2 separate regions of the Triticum aestivum genome follow, and region 2 is linked to region 1. Evidence: chromatin contacts called from public Hi-C data. All regions are on one chromosome and are shown on one strand. Each heading gives the region's core, a stretch centred on a gene start, on an enhancer-like site or on the middle of the called end of the contact. The rest is flanking DNA. Distances are from core to core; before and after follow the strand shown.

What was found. A called contact is a pair of places that touch in the nucleus more often than the background predicts.
Region 2: a contact with region 1 is called in a Hi-C map of leaf, with 5 times the contacts expected there. The contact joins the enhancer-like site here to the promoter of LOC123055329 in region 1. A contact is called at or near these places in 3 of 5 Hi-C or Micro-C datasets (all in leaf).

The regions. Positions count from the first base shown.
Region 1 is chr1A:448,351,354-448,354,219 of IWGSC CS RefSeq v2.1, forward strand. It overlaps LOC123055329 (LEC14B protein), which reads right to left and starts at 1,542. Exons shown (of 10, transcript XM_044479330.1): 1 at 1,343-1,542; 2 at 1-382. The coding sequence starts at 309.
Region 2 is chr1A:448,906,003-448,908,702 of IWGSC CS RefSeq v2.1, forward strand. No RefSeq gene overlaps it. Among protein-coding and RNA genes, the nearest start is that of LOC123055338, 110 kb to the left of the region's middle. Within about 2 kb of position 1,374, at least 8 of the 8 cell types and tissues checked have an H3K27ac peak or open chromatin away from gene starts, as enhancers often do. A contact at or near this core is called in leaf, where this site is marked.

The DNA of each region.
Region 1 (2,866 bases), core at 292-2,791:
ATCCATCGTATCCACCGTCTCAGGACCATCCACTGGAAGATAATGACCAAGAACGAATGCACGATCAACCGGAGAGAACTTTCCATTTCCTGAAGAATTAACTTCCCTTCCACGTAACAACCTAGTTACTGAGACTCTATCCATGGACTTGCGGATGCTTTCACTAGGTCCTGATCTTAGTCGAGTCATATGGAAAATATCATTATGTAATTTTGAGAAATCATTATTCACTTCGACTGAACTAGATCCATCACTATTCTGCCCTTCAGGCTCACTGGATCCCTGTAGCCTACTCATGCCATAACCCATCCTTTTCAACTGCTATATGTATGTCAATTCTCCTTTCAAATGCTCATCGATATGTAGACTCCAAAGCTTGCTTCTGGAGACCGAAGAAGTTCCAAAAAATGAAAACAAAAAAGATGTGAGTGAGCAAGTAGGTAAAGCATACGCTGCATAAGAGTTATATATGCTTGACAAGAGAAAGATATGTTTACCCATGATTATGGAATGTGCTACGAGTAATTGAAAATAACAACCCAACCCAAAGAATAGGCCATCTGGTGAGTGAGATAAAGGAGGTGACGAAGGAGAGAGAGCTTTTATGTGTACATATTGGTCGTTTACAGAATAGGACTGCAGATCGTTTGGCTTATATGTCGAGAGTGGAACTCTGAACCGACTTGTGGTTGCAGGAGCCTCCAAATACTCTGATTAGCTTGATGGCAAGCGATTGTACAACTATTCCTACATAAGTAAAGCTCTTTTTTCACGCAAAAAAAAGTTTAATTGTTCCCTTTTTAAGAAAGGAGGTACTTAATTGTCAAACAGATCTAACTAAGTTTACCAACAGCTCAGCTTAGCATTACGCAGCTTGGAAGGATCATTTTAGCAATGTCCTATGAAGGAGGTATTCAGAGCTAGAAGTTGTAGCCAAAGCAACTGAGCGTGATACCATGAGTCTTATCACATAACTTATTCCGCACGTACATGTTCTCTGCTTGGTAAAAGCTATGATCACATAGTGAGCAAGAACAAACAATGAATCTTGCATCCATGGTATTTCCCTTGTTTCAGGCAGCTCTGAGCTACTCCTACCAATTTCGATAGTGCAAAATCAGCAAACTTCAACATATACTCTTCAGCACAAAATCAGCGAGGACTAAGCCGGCAACATCGCGCAAACACTGGCGCCGGCTTAGCATATATAGCAGGAGCGATGGCTGTTGATCTACTGCCGATCCTCGTCGCGCGCTTCTCCCGCAGCGCAACCACATCTCCTAATTCCTAAGCCCAATCACCCGGACAGAAACGACGGAGGAACTGGATGGACGGGGCTAACCGAGCAGGGACGGAGAGGGGCTGGTTTGGCCGGGAGGAGGATGCCGCGGAAGGAATCGAATCGAACCGGAGCGGAGCGGAATCGAGCTAGCTCACGGTCGTTGCTCACTGGGCGCCGCTTGGGAGTTGGGGCCTGCTCTTCTCCTCCTCCGTCGTGCTTGGCAGCGAGCAGATTTTTTGCCACCCGTTTTCTTGGAGCGGGTCCCACTAGCTGACCCTTTTTTTTTGGCTGACAACCACCGCTTGCCAACCGCCGACCCATTCCAGCCTTCAGGAACGGGCCGATCGGTGACCGTACGACCGGGGCTGCGTTGCTGGCCCGTGGGTCGCATTGGGGCACGGCTCATCTCTGGTTGCTCCATGTCCAGTTTGAGGCGTTTCCTATTTTGCCTAAAAAAATGAGGCGTTCCCTATTTAGCACTGGGAGCTTGGCGAAATCACTAGGACTCTTTGTAAAGGTCACTCCTACCTTTTCAGGCTGCAACAAATGACGCACATTATATGCGCGACTTGTTGCAATGCAGATGTTTTTCTTTTTTTTTCATAGATCTTATTTAAAATGTTTTCTCTTAAACATGCGTTTAAATCTTGAACTGTTTTCATTATTGAATTTTCGGCGTCAAGATTTTCAAAACTAGATCCAAGCTAATCGATTTTAATGAACTTTTTTCGCGCAAAAAACAGGACGAAAAACCAAACCGGAAGCATCTTTTTTTTTCCTTTCCGAAAGAGGTATGACTATGCCTCTCACGAAAACAAAAATATGTGCCTCCTCCAGAAGTAAACCCGTGCCTCTAGTGGAAGGCAAAAAAACAAAACACTATTTTTCGTTTCCGAGATGCACGGCCGTGCCTCTCGCGGAAGGAAAACGCGTTTTTTTTGTTTTCGAGAGGCACTTTCTTGCCTCTCGTGGAAGCAAATCCGTATCTCTCGTGGAGGCAAATTCGTGCCTCTCACATAAGGAAAAAACATGTTTTTTATTTCGTTTCCGAGGGGCACGACCATGCCTCTCATGGAAGGGAAAAAACATGATCTTTTTGTTTCCGAGAAGCTCGGCGGTGCATCTCATGGAAGCAAATCCATGCCTGTCATGGAAGTAAAAAAACTCATTTCTTTTTTTCCGTTTTCGAGAAGCTCAGTCGTGCCTCTCGTGGAAGTAAAGCCGTGCCTCACATGGAAGCAAAAAAACATATTTTTGCGTGCAAAAAAATAATTTCAAAATAAATTTTTTGAAAAGTTAAGAAAGACCGATGAAAACCCCAAAAGCCAAAAAACCCATCTAAAAGGCCGAAAACAGGTGCGAAATAATAAAAAAAAAATCAAAGAAAACGTCCACAACATGACATGTGGCGGCGGATGGGAGCACGCGAAGTGGCCCTTGGAAGGCTCCTGAAGGAGCGCTCCTTTGTTAGTTTCTCTGCTAATCGGCGCCATCAGCGCTGGTTACCAGATCTAGCGCCTGCTCATTTCCATAGTAGGTTGTAACTTTGAGCCCACTTGGTCGCTAACTATTTTCTCGACTTTT
Region 2 (2,700 bases), core at 124-2,623, 550 kb after region 1:
CAAGCGGGCGAGAAGGCGGTCACAAGCTGACGCGAGGGCCACGACAAAAAACCCCCGTCGCTAACCCGCAAAAGAGAGCACGCAGCGCACCGCACCGCAGCCCCGTTCACACTGCCGGCGCGGATCAGTACCCCCACCATCAGTATTTTAATTAGGCGCTAATTAGTCGTCGCTAATCGCGATGCGGGGGTGACCACGACGACGGCGACGACGAGGCCGCCTTGGCGCGTAGCCGGCCAGCCCGGCGCCTTTAAATTAGCTGGTGGCGACGGCGACGTTTAGGCCGCGTGCGCCGTGCGGACGGAACGGAGCGTCGCGACAAAGCCCCCCTTCTTCATTGCGAGCGCCGGGGGCATGGGTGGCGTACGGCGATCTCATTACGAATATCACACACCTTTTCCCTTTTCTTTTTTATATAGTATAATATTATAATTGATTAACCACTACACGATGATGGTGGCGAGGGTGATGATGGAGGAGGGGGAGGGCCGGAGCGCCTCGACAGCGGGCGTGGGGCTGCGCTAATCGCCTCCGAAGGCGGGATGGATGCTGAGGTGATCCCGCGGGTACGGGACACTATAGGCCGGTAGTACTCCGCTTCTTTTTACCAGTACTAGGTCTATATACTACTGTGTGTCCGCGTACTGGCCTCGTACCACGACACAGCAGAGTGTAGCGGTACGTGCCAATCGGAGGTTAGAGAGAGGAGGCCCGTTAAACCCTCGCCATCATGGCCGGCTGTGACCGACCGCGTGGCGTTCGTGGTCGGCAACGTAATAGAACTTGAAATGACCGGCAATGGCGTTGTTACAGCTGCATATTATTACTAGTGGTACTACAAGGGTAAATAAATAAATAATCTTGAGTGGGGGCGCTTTTTGACCTGTGCGCGCGCGATCGATTGTTTTGCGCGTGAGGCTGAGCTGGGCCGATTGATTGATCGGGAAGAAAAGAGGAAGAAAACTCGCGCGTCCGTCCGTCCATAGATGGAGTAAACGTTAAAAGCCGCGTGGAAAGTGGAGGATTGGATTCGCTTAAATTACGTGTGCACTCCAGCAGCTGCTGGGAGCAGCATAGGCCATGCTGCTATGCTACCCGGATCGAATGGAACACTCGCAACTGTTGCGCTCAGAGACGCGAGGGCCGGGCTCGACCAGATCTGGCAACAAAGGCCGCCAGCCCATATCTGGGCAGGGCAAGGCGGCCGTTTCCTCGCCGGGGGAGGGAGAGCAGCCAAGAAGAATCCGGGAAACTTTCTCAAAAAAAAAAAAAAAAGAATCCGGGAAAGAGACGCGGCGGGTACGGCAAGGCTGTTGGTTGTGTCCGCATGCGCTGTTGGGCCGGGCTCGGTCGGTGGTGTGCGAGCGAAGGAAGAAAGCAGAGGAGCGAATCCCCCGTCCCGTTCCGTACGACGGCTACACCCTCCCTCTCCCCAGGGGCAGTCGGCGTGCCGCGTGCTCGGGTCGGACCACCCGGGCCGAGAGGGAGCAGCGAGGGAGGGGAGGGGAGGGGAGGGGAGGGGGGGACAAGTAGGGCGGGCCCGGGCGTCGTGACAAACCGGCGGGTCGCGACGAGGGGAGGGCCGAGCCCCCACCCCCGCTGTGGATGGATAGGTACGACCTGATTTTAGTGCGGGCGCCCCCACCACCGCGCCCCCCTCGCAACTTGGAATCGCAAGGCCGACGTGCGGATACGTGTCCCTGTGTCGTCCCCGCCGCGGTAGCCTCGTCTGCCAAGTAGCGCTAGCACCTACTGCTAGTGTCGTCGTAGGCCGGCACACGGCCAATTATGCGAGAGCATCTCTTCTCTCGCGGTACCGTGGCACGTGTTAACGTGCGGTAGAATCCGTAGAGACAAATAATTCCGAACGAAGGAAGTATATTAGTAGTACAATTTAGTAGTCGGGATCAAAGAGGCAGCAGAAAATTCTCCAAATTCTCGTGGTAGAGCGGCTGGAGCGTCGTCGTCCCATAGCTATCCCGTCCTCTGCCACGACGACGGCGACAAGCCTGCCCTAAACCCCGGAATCGCGTTTGTCCGCTTGCGCTTATGCGTATATGCCTGATGCAGCGGCATTCCAGTTCGGGACGCCAGCGTGCACTGTCCCGGTGACGCTGGAAAAGAAAGAATCAAGGGATCCTGGAGCTGCCGTGTCCGCTCGCAACTCGTTCCTGTCCGTCCCCAATAATATACCGCTGCTGGGGATGGATGAATCATGATGATTACATGAGCTGTGATGTTCTCCTCTGCCTCTAGTGTGCAGTAGATTAGACGGATAATGTTTATGATGAGCAAGTGAATGAATGGATCCTCGTCCGTGGCCAGATTCAGCCCGTCGCTGGGGAAAGCGAGGGGGATATTTTCCGCTCGAGCTCGAGCGCGTTGAGTTGACCCCATCGGTCGCAGGCACAGCACGTCGACTCGACTCTCGTCCTTAGCGTCTGGCTTGATGACAAGAGGGCTCAGGCACAGCTGCTAGACTCTGAACCTTGACACTTAGCCTGGCGACGCTGCAAAGGTACCAACCGCCAATAATCTAATCTATGTCAAGTAATTGCGAGCGCTTGAGTTGACTGAATCCCGATATTCCATATGCTGGCCAGATCAACCCAACCAGCCAGATTTACAAATCGCTTATAAACGCATATTAAATTGGAACAGATTCCGGTAGCCTATACATGCATTGCCCTTCTTTTCTGG